2 separate regions of the Pan troglodytes genome follow, and region 2 is linked to region 1. A link is a contact called in public HiChIP or PLAC-seq data. All regions are on one chromosome and are shown on one strand. Each heading gives the region's core, a stretch centred on a gene start, on an enhancer-like site or on the middle of the called end of the contact. The rest is flanking DNA. Distances are from core to core; before and after follow the strand shown. Region 1 holds the start of TSNAX (translin associated factor X). Region 2 holds the start of EGLN1 (egl-9 family hypoxia inducible factor 1).

Region 1 (3,148 bases), core at 58-2,557:
ATCAACCAGCTAAGCCCTTCCCAGATTCCTTAATCACAGAAATGTAAGGTACAGGATAGTGGATAGACAGGGACAAAAGGAAGAGGATTTTGTTTTGTGTTTGTTTTGAATTGAGGAATAACTTGTCCAAGTTAATATGCTGAGAAAAGGGGACTGTGAAAATATGTGTATATGGATATACGAGATTCACTAATAGATACAAGCTCCCACTCTGTGCTAAGTGTTACAGTTAAAACAAAGATACCGTCCCTGTCTTCAAGTCTAGTAGAGGAAACAAATACACACTAAATGAAAATATATTTTAGCATATAACAGATGAGTAAATATTATCAGGTACACAATTCTTGAGTATGTGACATGTCTAATATTAATGTTTACTGTTTCTTGTGTTTAAGTCATGTTTACCTGATTACTAACATTTCTCTTAATGGGACATAAAAGTGAAGGCCTTTGTAATCCAGACTTTTAGGGTACATCTAGCGCTATCACAAAACCTCCAGCTAAAGTTTCACATCTAAATTCTTAGGGACCGTTTTCTTGCGCATAACCATGGCTAAATAATTTTGTTCTCTCCCCTTCTTCAACTTACATTGCAGAGAACTTACATTTAAAGGCCAACATCACGGGTGAAGATGAATTAACATCCTTCCCTTCTCTTCTTTGGTTATGTGGGAAATTGTCATGCTTCCTTTTCCTGAACCCTCCTGATCCTTATATAGAGAAGAAAAAAAGTTAGAGAGGGATCTTCCATCACCAAGAGTTTGCAAAACACAACATAGACAAACCTCCTCCTTGCTTTAAAACCAGATACCCACAGGGCCCTCGCCTTAGAGGCTTTCTCCGCAGACTGACAGAGACGCTGCCCACGCCTTTCCAAGCAAATCATCCAAGTTTCCACTAACTGGTGCTATGATCTGGCATTACAGCAATTACTGAACTAGGATAAAATCACACCTCAAAGATTTAAGAAAAAAGGAAGTGTAAACAGGGCCGATCTGGCCGGGGAGAGAAACAGAGCTGCCGCCCCCGAGTCTGCAAGGGACGAAGGCATCCTTCAAGGGTGAAAAGGGGAAAACTGCATAGAAAGACTGGAGAACCTCCCCCTCCGGATAAATAACGCCCCGTGTTGTTAAGGACGCCACCTTCTTTGTTGCTCATGTCGTCACAGCCTACGGTGAGACGAGCGGAGACTGAAGGACCTGGAGCAAGAGGAGTGCGCGAGGTACAGGCCGAGGGAACCTGGGAAAACAGCCTGCAGAAAAACGCTTTGCAGCCGGGCCGACTACAACGCAGTGGCCGGAAGTCTCCTCTCACGTACTTCCGGCCTGCGTCCGGAGGGGATGGGAGACCGTCGCCGCTGGCTCCGCCCACCGCGTGGTCCAAGGACCACCACCCCCCACCGCCGCGCGAGCGTACTATTGCGGCCGCCCTCTGCTGTGCCTGAAGACAGAAGCGACTCTACAAGCCTCACAGCATGCACTGTTACTAAAAAGACGATGCGTCCTCCTGGAGCTGAGATCTGTGTGATCGTGGGAAAGCGACGAAAAACGTACGTAATTTTTTTCTGAAGGCACCTTCGGGACACCTTACCCTTCCCTCGGGGGGCGGGGGGGTGGGGGGCCAGCTTCGCGCGCGATGCATCGTGGGGGTTGTAGTTCCTCCGCCGGAGCGGGACCTCCGGTGCCCCGGGCCAGGGATGTGAGAAAGAAGGGAGCCCTCGAGTTCCTCGGGGCCTGTGGGAAGGTTTTTTTCAGGATCCAGGCAGAACCCTACAGAGCTGGGAGTTTTTTAACTTTCCATTCCTGGCAGTGACGCCAGGAGCTTTAAGTGATGGAAATATGCGAGTCAATCAGTGGATGGTGTTAGTACTGTTTTCTCTTATGAAGATCAAGCCTGTCCTTCGGGTCTACTTCCACCTTTTCCCCCTGCCCGTCTCCCACCGTCTCCCTCCTCTCCACTGGCTCTCAGGAGCCGGACAGTCTGTGTTCAATTTGCTTCCACGGAGTGGTTGTGTGACCTTGATGAACCACGCAACTTCTCTGCCTCAGTTTCCTTATCTGTAACATAGGGATAGAATAGTACCCACCTTGTAGGGTTATTTGAGGATGAAAGGAGTTAAGTCTCGTGAAGACGCTCTTTCACATATAACTGCTCAATTAAATATTAAATACCATACTCCTCTCCCACCAGGGCTCTCCCAAACAAAATGATAGAAAGGTGAGTAATAGCAGGTGTGTTCCACTAAACTGTGGGCCTTTCATTATGAGCAGGTGCTGCCATATCTAGACTGTGCCGCCCCTTAGCCCCAGTGCTTCTCAGCGCTGTGATCCGGCCCCATGTAAGCTTCCGTCAATGTTTGTTGAAGAATCATGTTCCTGGCGTCAGGATGGGTAACTAGATGGCAATTCAGCACCGTCTAGAGAGAAACTCAGGCCAAGGCTTGGTAACTGGGGTGCCCTAGGCCTAGTACAGAAAACACAAGTACATTTTAAGCTTTCTCTAAATAACCTCTATATTGTAGTCATGTGTTGAACACACAGTCTTTTCTCCTTGTTAATTTAGGAACAAAGGAACAGTAAATGGAGTAACTTGGCTAGAATATGGCAGTAACTACAAGGCATGTTCTGCTCTGGCACGAAGGTAACCACCACTCATACCTCTGCAGCCCTGTGAATACGTCAATTGACTAAGCAGATTCCTTGAGGATAAAGTAGGCTCCTGGGGACCTTGCTTGTTGGGCTACTTGCTTTGTGGATGTTAAACAGATAATTCTCATTAGTTTGAGTGACGTCTGATCTACCAGTATTCCCCCTACTCTGATTAGAAATGACTTGACCATGCCAAAAAGAATAAAAGACAGCTCTGATACAAATGTAGCCATTTTAATGTGACTCCCTCTAGATCCAAGGAAGCCAGTACTTACGAACATTTTCAGAGTCAATACTTACTGTACTGTACCATAGTCGAGGAAAAGAGTATTTTTCCTAACTCTCCTGGAGTAGCATATCCCAAGATCTCAACTTTCCAAAACCTGGATCAACTATATTTCTTTTCTTTCTCCAGCCACCACTCCCCTAGCCTGTTCAACTACAGCTATGTTACCTGAACTGCTTTCCACTCTTTCCCATAAATGTAATGATTAGAACAC
Region 2 (3,122 bases), core at 577-3,076, 110 kb after region 1:
CTATAGCAAAAGGAAGCCTAAGAAGTATTAGACTCTACTTGTATTTAAATTACATTTTACATAATTTACGTGTATGAAAAATGTTTTAAATGCTTATTTTTGTAAGCCATGAGATAGCTCCTTTACATTTTAAGAATTTCTGAATTAATTTTCTTGGATTTTATTAGTGCAAACGGCAGAGCTAGCAATTCCTTTTTCTGTGTTCCCATTCCATCCTATTCATCCCTCTTTTAGGAAACTCTGAACTCTGGATTGTCCTTGTTTACATGCCTGCCTCCTGCATTGGACTATGTGTCTCTGAGTGTAGTATGACTAATTCATTTGTTTGTCAAGGACTCTCAATACATTTGTTGAACAGCCTAATTAGTAATGTCTGCAACAATGACATTTTACTGTATTTAATAAAGCTCTGGGAAAGTAGAATACACATAAGACAGGTCCAGGTCTAAATTCTTTACAGAAACTTGGATTTTTAGTTCGGTTTGAAATTTGAAGATGTGAGTATTATTTATCTCAGTTTCCCAAAGGACAAGCTAATTGGAATTATCATCCTCTTTCACTTGATTGGATCCCCAGAATGCCATTTATGCATGCAGCAGGATTTTATAACAGTTTTAAATTCTGTATATTTGATGAAGAGGTTTTATATTTTTGGATTCAAGCCTCTTTTTAAACTTCTACAATATGGTTTACAATAATTTCTTATATCCTGCTTTTGAAATACATATTGCAGCTTTTTAAGTTTGGAAGGCTATATTTCAAGGACTGAAGTTACAGTATACTCAAGTGATACACAAGCCTAGCACCGCACTTTCCACATAGAGTGTTCGATAAAGATTGTTAAACTCGAAATCACAGGCCTTTTAATTCTTAAGACAAATAGCAGCAGAAAGAAACATCTTTGGCTTATTTCTGGTAAGGTTTTTATGCTCTGTAAAACAAAGAATTGTATTCATCCGCGCAGCACAGATTCTATTAAAAATAAATGTGAGAGTCGTTAATGTAGTAGTGCTCATTTACCATCAAAATTCACTTTTCAGGAATAATCCCATCAGTTTAAATTGGATATTGGAATGAGCATTGATTACATTTAACTTGGTAGCCCAAAATTTCTTTATGGGGTTTTGAACTCGGCGGGATTTCAAAGGTTTTAAAAATGAGTTTTTGATTTTTTTTTAAACCCTCAAATTTCATTACCTTTAAATTAGGTCGAAACGGGGCGCAAGAGACTGGATTAACACCATAGTAATACTTATTTTGTTCTTAACCATTTCAGGGCTTCTTGAAATAGAGGCTGTATGGTGTAATGGAAAAAACAGCCTTGGAATCTGGGAGCCTGATTCCTGGATTCAGTCCCAGTTTTGCGTGACCTTGGGCAAGTTACTTTACTTCTCTGAATTTCCGTTTCCTTCTCTGCAAAATGAGGATCGCAATAGCCACCTTGCAACCTTGACTGGAGCAAGCCTCGCACACCCCGCGCCGGCCTGGAGGAAGAGCAGCCATGATTACGCCGCCTTCGCTCCGCTACCCGCTTGCGGCTGGCGCCCTCCTCCAGCAGGTGTAGGCGCTGCCGCGCTGCCCCACGCCTTTCCGCCGCTCGCGGGCCTGCGCCTCGGCGTCCCCGAGGAGGCCGCTGCGGGCTGAGGTAGCGCACCGGCCTCTCGGCGTCCCAGTCCCGTCCCGGGCGGAGGGAAGGCGGGCGACCCACCTCCGAGGCAGAAGCCGAGGCCCGGCCCCGCCGAGTGCGGAGGAGCGCAGGCAGCCCCCGCCCCTCGGCCCTCCCCCCGGTCCTCCCGGTCCTCCCTCCGCCCCCTCCGCCCTCGCGCGCCGCCCGCCCGGGTCGCCGCGGGGCCGTGGTGTACGTGCAGAGCGCGCAGAGCGAGTGGCGCCCGCATGCCCTGCGCTCCTCCACAGCCTGGGCCGGGCCGCCCGGGACGCTGAGGCGGCGGCGGCGGCCGGTCTTGCGCTCCCCAGGCCCGCGCGTCTGAGCCCAGGTTGCCATTCGCCGCACAGGCCGCGTTCTCTCAGCCCTCGGCGGCGATGAGGCGCTGAGGCGGCTGCCGGCGCTGCGCCGGAGCTTAGGACTCGGAAGCGGCCGGGCCGAGGGCGTGGGGTGCCGGCCTCCCTGAGGCGAGGGTAGCGGGTGCATGGCGCAGTAACGGCCCCTATCTCTCTCCCCGCTCCCCAGCCTCGGGCGAGGCCGTCCGGCCGCCACCCCTCCTGCTCGGCCGCCGCAGTCGCCGCCGCCGCCGCCGCCGCCGCCATGGCCAATGACAGCGGCGGGCCCGGCGGGCCGAGCCCGAGCGAGCGAGACCGGCAGTACTGCGAGCTGTGCGGGAAGATGGAGAACCTGCTGCGCTGCAGCCGCTGCCGCAGCTCCTTCTACTGCTGCAAGGAGCACCAGCGTCAGGACTGGAAGAAGCACAAGCTCGTGTGCCAGGGCAGCGAGGGCGCCCTCGGCCACGGAGTGGGCCCACACCAGCATTCCGGCCCCGCGCCGCCGGCTGCAGTGCCGCCGCCCAGGGCCGGGGCCCGGGAGCCCAGGAAGGCAGCGGCGCGCCGGGACAACGCCTCCGGGGAAGCGGCCAAGGGAAAAGTAAAGGCCAAGCCCCCGGCCGACCCAGCGGCGGCCGCGTCGCCGTCTCGTGCGGCCACCGGCGGCCAGGGCTCGGCGGTGGCTGCCGAAGCCGAGCCCGGGAAGGAGGAGCCGCCGGCCCGCTCATCGCTGTTCCAGGAGAAGGCGAACCTGTACCCCCCAAGCAACACGCCCGGGGATGCGCTGAGCCCCAGCGGCGGCCTGCGGCCCAACGGGCAGACGAAGCCCCTGCCGGCGCTGAAGCTGGCGCTCGAGTACATCGTGCCGTGCATGAACAAGCACGGCATCTGTGTGGTGGACGACTTCCTCGGCAAGGAGACCGGACAGCAGATCGGCGACGAGGTGCGCGCCCTGCACGACACCGGGAAGTTCACGGACGGGCAGCTGGTCAGCCAGAAGAGTGACTCGTCCAAGGACATCCGAGGCGATAAGATCACCTGGATCGAGGGCAAGGAGCCCGGCTGCGAAACCATTGGGCTGCTCATGAGCAGCATGGACGACCTGATACGCCACTGTAACGGGAAGC

What was found. HiChIP or PLAC-seq counts read pairs in DNA pulled down with a chosen protein or histone mark.
Region 2: a contact with region 1 is called in an H3K4me3 HiChIP or PLAC-seq map of stem cell-derived excitatory neurons, with 6 times the contacts expected there. The contact joins the promoter of EGLN1 here to the promoter of TSNAX in region 1. A contact is called at or near these places in 1 of 7 Hi-C or Micro-C datasets (stem cell-derived neural progenitor cells) and 1 of 1 datasets of contacts at active chromatin or transcription factors (stem cell-derived excitatory neurons).

What each region holds. Positions count from the first base shown.
Region 1 is chr1:17,653,588-17,656,735 of NHGRI_mPanTro3-v2.0_pri, forward strand. It overlaps TSNAX (translin associated factor X), which reads right to left and starts at 1,308. Exons shown (of 6, transcript XM_514271.9): 1 at 1,143-1,308; 2 at 606-710. The coding sequence starts at 1,158. It overlaps LOC107970636 (a long non-coding RNA gene), which reads left to right and starts at 1,240. Exons shown (of 3, transcript XR_010149796.1): 1 at 1,240-1,549; 2 at 2,563-2,640.
Region 2 is chr1:17,762,136-17,765,257 of NHGRI_mPanTro3-v2.0_pri, forward strand. EGLN1 (egl-9 family hypoxia inducible factor 1) reads left to right here and starts at 1,827. Exons shown (of 5, transcript XM_009441657.5): 1 at 1,827-3,122. The coding sequence starts at 2,264.